2 separate regions of the Rattus norvegicus genome follow, and region 1 is linked to region 2. The links are chromatin contacts, called in public Hi-C maps. All regions are on one chromosome and are shown on one strand. Each heading gives the region's core, a stretch centred on a gene start, on an enhancer-like site or on the middle of the called end of the contact. The rest is flanking DNA. Distances are from core to core; before and after follow the strand shown.

Region 1 (3,586 bases), core at 440-2,939, 120 kb before region 2:
AGCATGTTCAACGTGTCAAGGTTGTAAGACCTGACCCTGAGTAGGTCAATCTGCAAAAGGGAATGTGCGAGGGTCTGAGACTGAGTTCAGGGTGAATGGCACAGACTATACAAGCAGATAAAGACGATGACGGGTTGCTTGAGGCCGTCAAGGCCTTTTGTGACCATAACTGGACCCTGTCACTCACCCAGAAAACCCAGGCTAACAGACCTTCCCATCAGCTGTAGTCTCAGCCATTCTTTGGTACACAGAGGCTGGTCGAAGTTGTTCTTGCTGGATCACCGGTCTGTAAAGGACACTAAGAGATTCCTAAGTCCCTCCCATCTCACAACTGTTCAAGTTACTTATAGATAAAAGTTAAAAAAAAAAAAAACAAAGAATGACTTAGATTGTGCTCCAAGAAGAGTATGGTCTTCTATGTTGAAATATTCTAGCAATGTGCTGTCGGACTAACGCAGCTATGATTTGTTCTTAGCTATTTGAAAAAGCTATTTTAAAAAGGTCTAGCAGCCAAAAGATTTGAGGAGAGGCCAAGGCATCCCTGCTCATTTTAAAGCTTCTCTTATCCCCCCTCCAATCTGTTTATGGTGCTGGGGTGCAGGTCTCACACATGCTAGGCCTCTCTACACCCTCAGCTCCTCTTCTGGTTTACCTGCGTGTTGGCAGGTACATTGGGTTCAATTGCAAAACTTTTCCCCTAAGAAAGCTTAGAGTTAGTTATCTTGGAAGTGCCACAACAGTCTCAGATATGTGCAAGCCAGCACTAGGGAAAGCTGTTCGATGGGAGTCACCCACCCCCAGCGCTGCTACATACAGGCACGAGTGAAGGTTGGCCACCTTGCTTGGCCTAAGTCAGATACCGTAGAAAGGACTCCAAGCCCTCATGCCCAGTATAGAGTGGTCAAAAGAGTGAGGAGGTTGTCATTTGCTCTCTCTTTCCACAGGGTATCTCCTGACCCTCTTTTCACAACATGTTAGACTGAGTGAGAAGAGACCCACAGCACTCACATTAGCTCACAGCACAAAGCAGGATTCTCAGTCAGCAAACCTGCTCCTCCTGCTGGGGGCCACCCAACCAACTGGGTTCAACCAGAAAATGCAAGAGGATAGTCCACGTGATTTTTTTTATATACATACAAAAAGAAAGAAGGAGGATGAGGAGAGAGTGAGGAGGAGGAGGAGGAGGAAGAGGAGGAAGAAGAGGGGGATGAGGATGAAGAGGAGGAGAAGGAAGAAGAGGAGGAGGAGGAGAAGCAGGAAGAGGGGGAGCAGGAGGAGGAGGAAGAGGAGGAGAAGCAGGAGGATGAGGAGGGAGTGAGGAGGAGGAGGAAGAAGAGGAGGAGGAGAAGCAGGAGGAGGAGCAGGAGGAGGAGGGAGTGAGGAGGAGAAGGAGGAGGAGGATGAGGAGGAAGGAGGAGGAGCAGGAGAGGAGGAAGAGGATGAGGAGGAAGAAGAAGAGGAGGATAGAACATGGAAGAGGGAGGAGGAAGGAGGAGGAGGAGTGGGAGGAGGGAGGAGGAGGAAGGAGGAGGAGGAGTGGGAGGAAGGAGGAGGAGGAGTGGGAGGAGGGAGGAGGAGGAGTGAGAGGAGGAGTGGGAAGAGGAGGGAGGAGGAGGAGTGAGAGGAGGAGTGGGAAGAGGAGGAGGACAGAGCATGAAGCCGTGAGGCTGAGCTGTCTGGTCTACCATGGGTTAACATCAGGTTCTGAGAAGCACACAGTAACTCAGTGTCTGCAAATCCCTGAGCCCCAGGGTGAAAGGCATTTTTATTTGTGGAAACAGAATGGTTCCTTCTTTCACCATTGACTCTCTCTCTTTCCTCTCATTTTTTTATTTTTGATCTGTCTAAACCTCAAATCTGGACCATCCATCATTTTAACCTGCCCAGAATTTTCATCTTTCCAGAGCCAAAGAGCGGCAAATACCGGGTCCAAAGAGCCCTCTCCCATAGCCGAGTGCCACCAGCCCTCCTTCTCCCAGGGTTACAAGGGTGCTCAGAGCAGACCATGTCAGCAGGACGTGCCACACACAGCAAATCACCAAACCAGAAATGCGTTAACGGGGTTCCAGGGGACTTACTCGTACTTGTGCTGGTTCCAATCGTGTTGATCGTGGCGGGGACAGACGAGGAAGAATACAGGGGCACGTGGCCGTTCTCACAGCCCAGGCTCTTGTCCTGCCAGTTGGAGGCGCTGATGCAAATCCCAGAATCCCGAGAGTTCTGCCAGCCATTGAGCTTGTCCTCAGAGTTCTGTCTTTGGTGATAGTAGTGGGTCTGTCCGTAATCCACAGAGTCCGAGCGGCCTCGGTTCTGACTACCGAAGCTGGTGGATGTGCGGTCCTCCAAGTGGTTCAGCCACATGGCTAGTGCACTGCGGTCTTCCAGGGAAGTGGCAGGGTGGATCAAAGCATAGGACAGCAGCTGCCTGCTCTCCTCAATGTGCTGGTTATGGTCGATAGAGTGTGCCAGGATCTTGGGCAGCAGTTTCATATACTCTACTTTCGCGTCGAGGTTTCCTGGCTTCAGCAAAGGCAGGTGAGTTAGCAGAAGGGAAATCACTTTATCCTTGGATTCCTGTTGCCATTGGTTAATGATTCCTGAAAGGGAAAGTACACATGACACATGAGCAAATACACCCACGGTCACACAAAACACCGCACTCTACGTTTCTGTGGCTCGGGGCCCCTGCTTCGGAACCCTGGCTGAATGTTTTCAGCTGCATACAATTCGGGTTCACTGGCTTAAAGGCTCGTAGGGGCCGGGGACTTCAATGAGGTACAGGTCAAGACTTCCTAGAGAGGGCAGCCGGGAGAATGCGTGATCCTTTGCACTGAATAAAATCTGACTATCACAGTGAGCACTGATTACAGGTGTTCTTGGTGTACGTGGAAGGTGGAGACAGAAGGCTCAGAAGTTCAAGGCCATCCACCACTACTTAGGAAGTCTGAGGCGGCATGAACTACATAAAACCTCCTCTCAGATCCTTAGAGCTGGAGACACGGCTCAGTGGTTGAGACCACTGGCTGCTTTCCCAGGGAGCCTGTACTTAATTCCCAGCACTCAGCTCACAGCTGCCAATAACTCCAGTCCCAGGGGACCTGACACTGTCCTCTCACTCTCTCAGGTACCATAAACACACATGGTGCCCAGACATACATGCAGGCACACACATATCCATAGAATAGACTCAATCTCCATTTTATAATAAAATATGGGATATTTTATTATGCATATGTATTATACATATAATATATTAATATATATAATAAAACATAAAATAAAAAATCTAAATCTTAAAACTAACAAATGCTTAACTGTCAAAGAGATGACTACTTGGGTCCAACCAACGAGAATCGACAGCCCCGTCTTCCTTCTTAGACAAGACTAGGCACAACCCTAGATAGACAGGGGCCGAGCGTGATAAAATTTGCATCAACTGAGGGTCCGCATGAAGGAATTCTTGGAGCGAAGCTGCCTCTCCACTCCAGACATCGACTGCAAGTGCTGGAGAAGGGATGTGTGTGAAGCTGGTTCAACTTCGTACACAGAAGAACATGTCAGGAAAAGGGACCCAACACCACGGTCC
Region 2 (3,487 bases), core at 910-3,409:
CCATACATACATCCTACATACGCCTTGCACTATCCATACTTTAGCATACCCACAGACCCACTACTCACACCCATAGTGTGTGTATATACATATATATCCACATTCCTACATGCCATTCATACAACCACACATCACAGAACTCACATATGTACAACATACATCCACCATACACCCTATACTACCCATACCATACATACAGACTTAAATGCCACACCATTTACACCCTGCACCATACATAACACACACACACACAGAACACACATCATATATGAGCCATACACATAGCACAGACCAGTCATATTTATCACATATATACCATACTACCAATATGCCACATACTAAATACACCAGCTACACCATGATACCATACCCCAAAATGTCACTTGTCCATATACTACATTACATATACATAACACACACACACTACCCTGACCATTCTACATACAAATCCACACATCACACTACTCACACATGCCTACACACCATGCATGTTGCACATACCACACATCCACACAAGACACACAGACACATCAAACACATCATGCAGTCTATGGTACTTGTACCATACACATCCTTCCTAACACCCATTCCCTTCCCTCTTTCTTCCCAGCATCCCCCTGCCCCTGAATCCACGACGGCTTTTAGTCACCTCTGCAGAATGAATTCTAAGTCCCCCCTTGGCTGGCCACGCCAAGCACACATACCATTTCTGTTTTTAACTTGCACATCTTTGAACTCAGCCACTCTACATGCACTGCCTCACCAGAACAGTCGCACGCGTGCTATCCTCTCTGCTGTGGAAGTGTTGTTTTGCCTTCTCATTATAATTGTCTTTATGCCGACCATATTTGCCATTCAAGATCCAGCTCCATCCAGGTCCAGCTCAGTGAATTCCTCTCCACCTTGCCGGAACCACTTGCTGCTGTATTCACGCCGCCCCCAGCATGCCTCTCCATATGTTTTCTGACTATACCTATGCTCCAGCACGTTTGGTGAACTAGTTATTCACTCAGCACTGAAAATATCTATCATGGGCCAGGCACTGGAATGCAGAGGGTTATCTCTGTATCCCCACTGCATAACATTGGGCCAGAAAAATGGCAGGCAGTTGTAAAGTGTTTGTTGAATGAATAAATGAACAGAAAAACTGTAACGAATATATTATCAAGAAAACCTCCTCTGCTGTTCTCCTTTTACTCCATTTGTGATAGAAGAAGTCAAGAGGGGAGAGAAAACAGCATAGCCACACTGTGGAAACCCACAGAACCAGCATCTTCACCGACCAATGTGAGCAGGTACACCAATGCCCTCCTACTGCCAGCCAGTCTCATCTCAAGCACCGCCACTTCCTATGACCCCAACATCTCTCTTGTTTGATTAGAGGCATGCAACAATTTTTCTTTTAGACATTAACTTATACAAGCACCCATAATATGTGCATAGTGTATCCCCTCAGAATATGTGCAATTTGTGAATAAAAGTCTTTATGAGGGCTGGATAGATGGCTCAGCGGTTAAGAGCACCGGTTGCTCTTCCAGAGGTCCTGAGTTCAATTCCCAGCAACCACACATGGTGGCTCACAACCATCTATCGGGAGATCCGATGCCCCTTCAGGCAGGCAGATGTATATGCAGCAAAACATTCACTCATACATTAAATAATTTTTTAAAAAGTGTCTTTATGGGTTAGCTTGTAGATCTTGACTTACCATCTGCTTTTCACCAACAAACATAATGCAAATGACAAAAAGTCAGGAGCAGTGTGACGTGACTTTTTTTCCCCAAAACTTCGAGTGAATTTGTGGAATTCCACTTTTGTCATTACGTTAATATTGAAGTACCTGGATAGTCCCAGAAGCCGACCCTACCAAGGAAGAGGAGCAACTAGTTCACATTGGGCCCAAGAGTCCCAAAAACAAGCTGTTACTTAAAGAGAGGACGTGACCGCCCATCCTTGACTAAGTCTGCTGTGAAAAGGTCAAAACAGTCACACAAATACACGGGAACTACGCTAGTCAGCTTTCTGTAACTGCAACACACAATGCCAGCAGTGATCAATTTACAAAGAGAAAGGGTTTGTTCTGCCTCATAGAGTGGGAGGTTTCGGTCCACAGTTAGTTGGTCTTGTTGCCTTGGGCCCATGGTGATACATCACGGCAAAGCGAAGGGCAGAGCGCCAAGGAGAAGAAGGGGCAGGCCCCACTGTCCTCTCTTTGAAGGCTCCCACCAGACTCTGGAATTCAAGCCTTTAGACCTTCAGGGGCATTCCACAGCAGAGCTACCGTAGAAACCAAGTCAGCTACTTCCTTTGGATCTCTGGTGGCCTTGAACCTAAGGTAAAGACTGAACCTGTGAATCACTAGATTCTTAATAAGGCTAAGGGGATGAGAAGCTAGAACAGAAGATACCCACAGATCTTCAAGGAACCACGTTCAACGTGCAGCCTATTCAAAGTCAGTGCATGGGAAATTTTTCTCATGAGAATAAAAAATAAAAGAGCCTCAGATACAAATTTGAGTCTCATCGACAGAGTTTTAAAACCTCCAAGCACTAAAAGAACTGTGTGTGTGTGTGTGTGTGTGTGTGTGTGTGTGTGTGTGTGTGTGTGTGTGTTTTAATTGTTGATTACAAAAGAAACAACACAGGACAACTAGGATCTGGGAAATCTGAGCCACTCAATGAATGAGTCACTCGGCCCAGCCTAGCTAACCGAATCATTGAAGCACACCAGAACAGATTGGAGGTTAATTACCTCGGCTGTAAACATTCCTCACGTACGCTGAACATTTTCTTGTCTTCTTAAGGAATATTTTTTTAAAAGGTACCTTGTGATATTTAGCTGCTTACACTGTAGACAGCAACCACTGCTTTATATGATTGTGCGGGGAAAACGAGAGAGTTGGTAAAGGGTGATTGCCTTAGTAATCCCAAGGCTTCAGGGCTACATCTAGAGATATCATTGTTCTGTCTTTCCTTTCTGTCTGTCTTTGGAGTCACTTCTCACTGACGGCTAGAGAAGTTTTGCAACCGCTTCTAAATATGTGATGACATGGATTAGTGTGTAAAAATTTTAAAGGTTGTATGCACTTGGGGATGTAATTCAGTTCGACAGAGTGCTCACCTCACACACACAAGGCCCTGAGTTTCATCCCCAGCACCACATAAGCCAGTGTGATAGCAGGAACCTCTACTCCTAGTCCTTAGGAAGATTAGAAGTTAAAGGTGCCTAACACAGCAAGTTTGAGGCTCGGCTAGGCTAAAAGAGGTCCTACGTTAGGGAAAGAAAGAAAAAAGAGTTGTACCTAGAAAAATGGTGTGTTTCGAGAAAGCCAACGTTTTCTACCTATTTTATACCATCTTCTCTGGCTGCTAACCACATTCTTTTACCTCTGCTTCCTGGTCCCTGGCTAAGTGCAGAGAAGAGAAGTGCAACAGGTTTGCTTTGACACCTCTGGATACTTTCTATCCTCCACCGTCTGATTGGAAAC

What was found. A called contact is a pair of places that touch in the nucleus more often than the background predicts.
Region 1: a Hi-C map of Schwann cells shows a contact between it and region 2, with 3 times the contacts expected there. The contact joins two enhancer-like sites. A contact is called at or near these places in 5 of 12 Hi-C or Micro-C datasets (the A7r5 cell line, the Rat2 cell line, Schwann cells and 2 more) and 1 of 1 datasets of contacts at active chromatin or transcription factors (oligodendrocytes).

Annotation. Positions count from the first base shown.
Region 1 is chr15:22,741,219-22,744,804 of GRCr8, reverse strand. Samd4a (sterile alpha motif domain containing 4A) reads right to left here. Exons shown (of 12, transcript NM_001399774.1): 2 at 2,079-2,597. The coding sequence starts at 2,490. Among named protein-coding and RNA genes, the nearest start is that of Samd4a, 16 kb to the right of the region's middle. Within about 2 kb of position 1,689, at least 9 of the 93 cell types and tissues checked have an H3K27ac peak or open chromatin away from gene starts, as enhancers often do. A contact at or near this core is called in Schwann cells, where this site is marked.
Region 2 is chr15:22,618,528-22,622,014 of GRCr8, reverse strand. It overlaps a transcript of Samd4a not described here. Among named protein-coding and RNA genes, the nearest start is that of Cgrrf1, 52 kb to the right of the region's middle. Within about 2 kb of position 2,159, at least 3 of the 93 cell types and tissues checked have an H3K27ac peak or open chromatin away from gene starts, as enhancers often do. A contact at or near this core is called in Schwann cells, where this site is marked.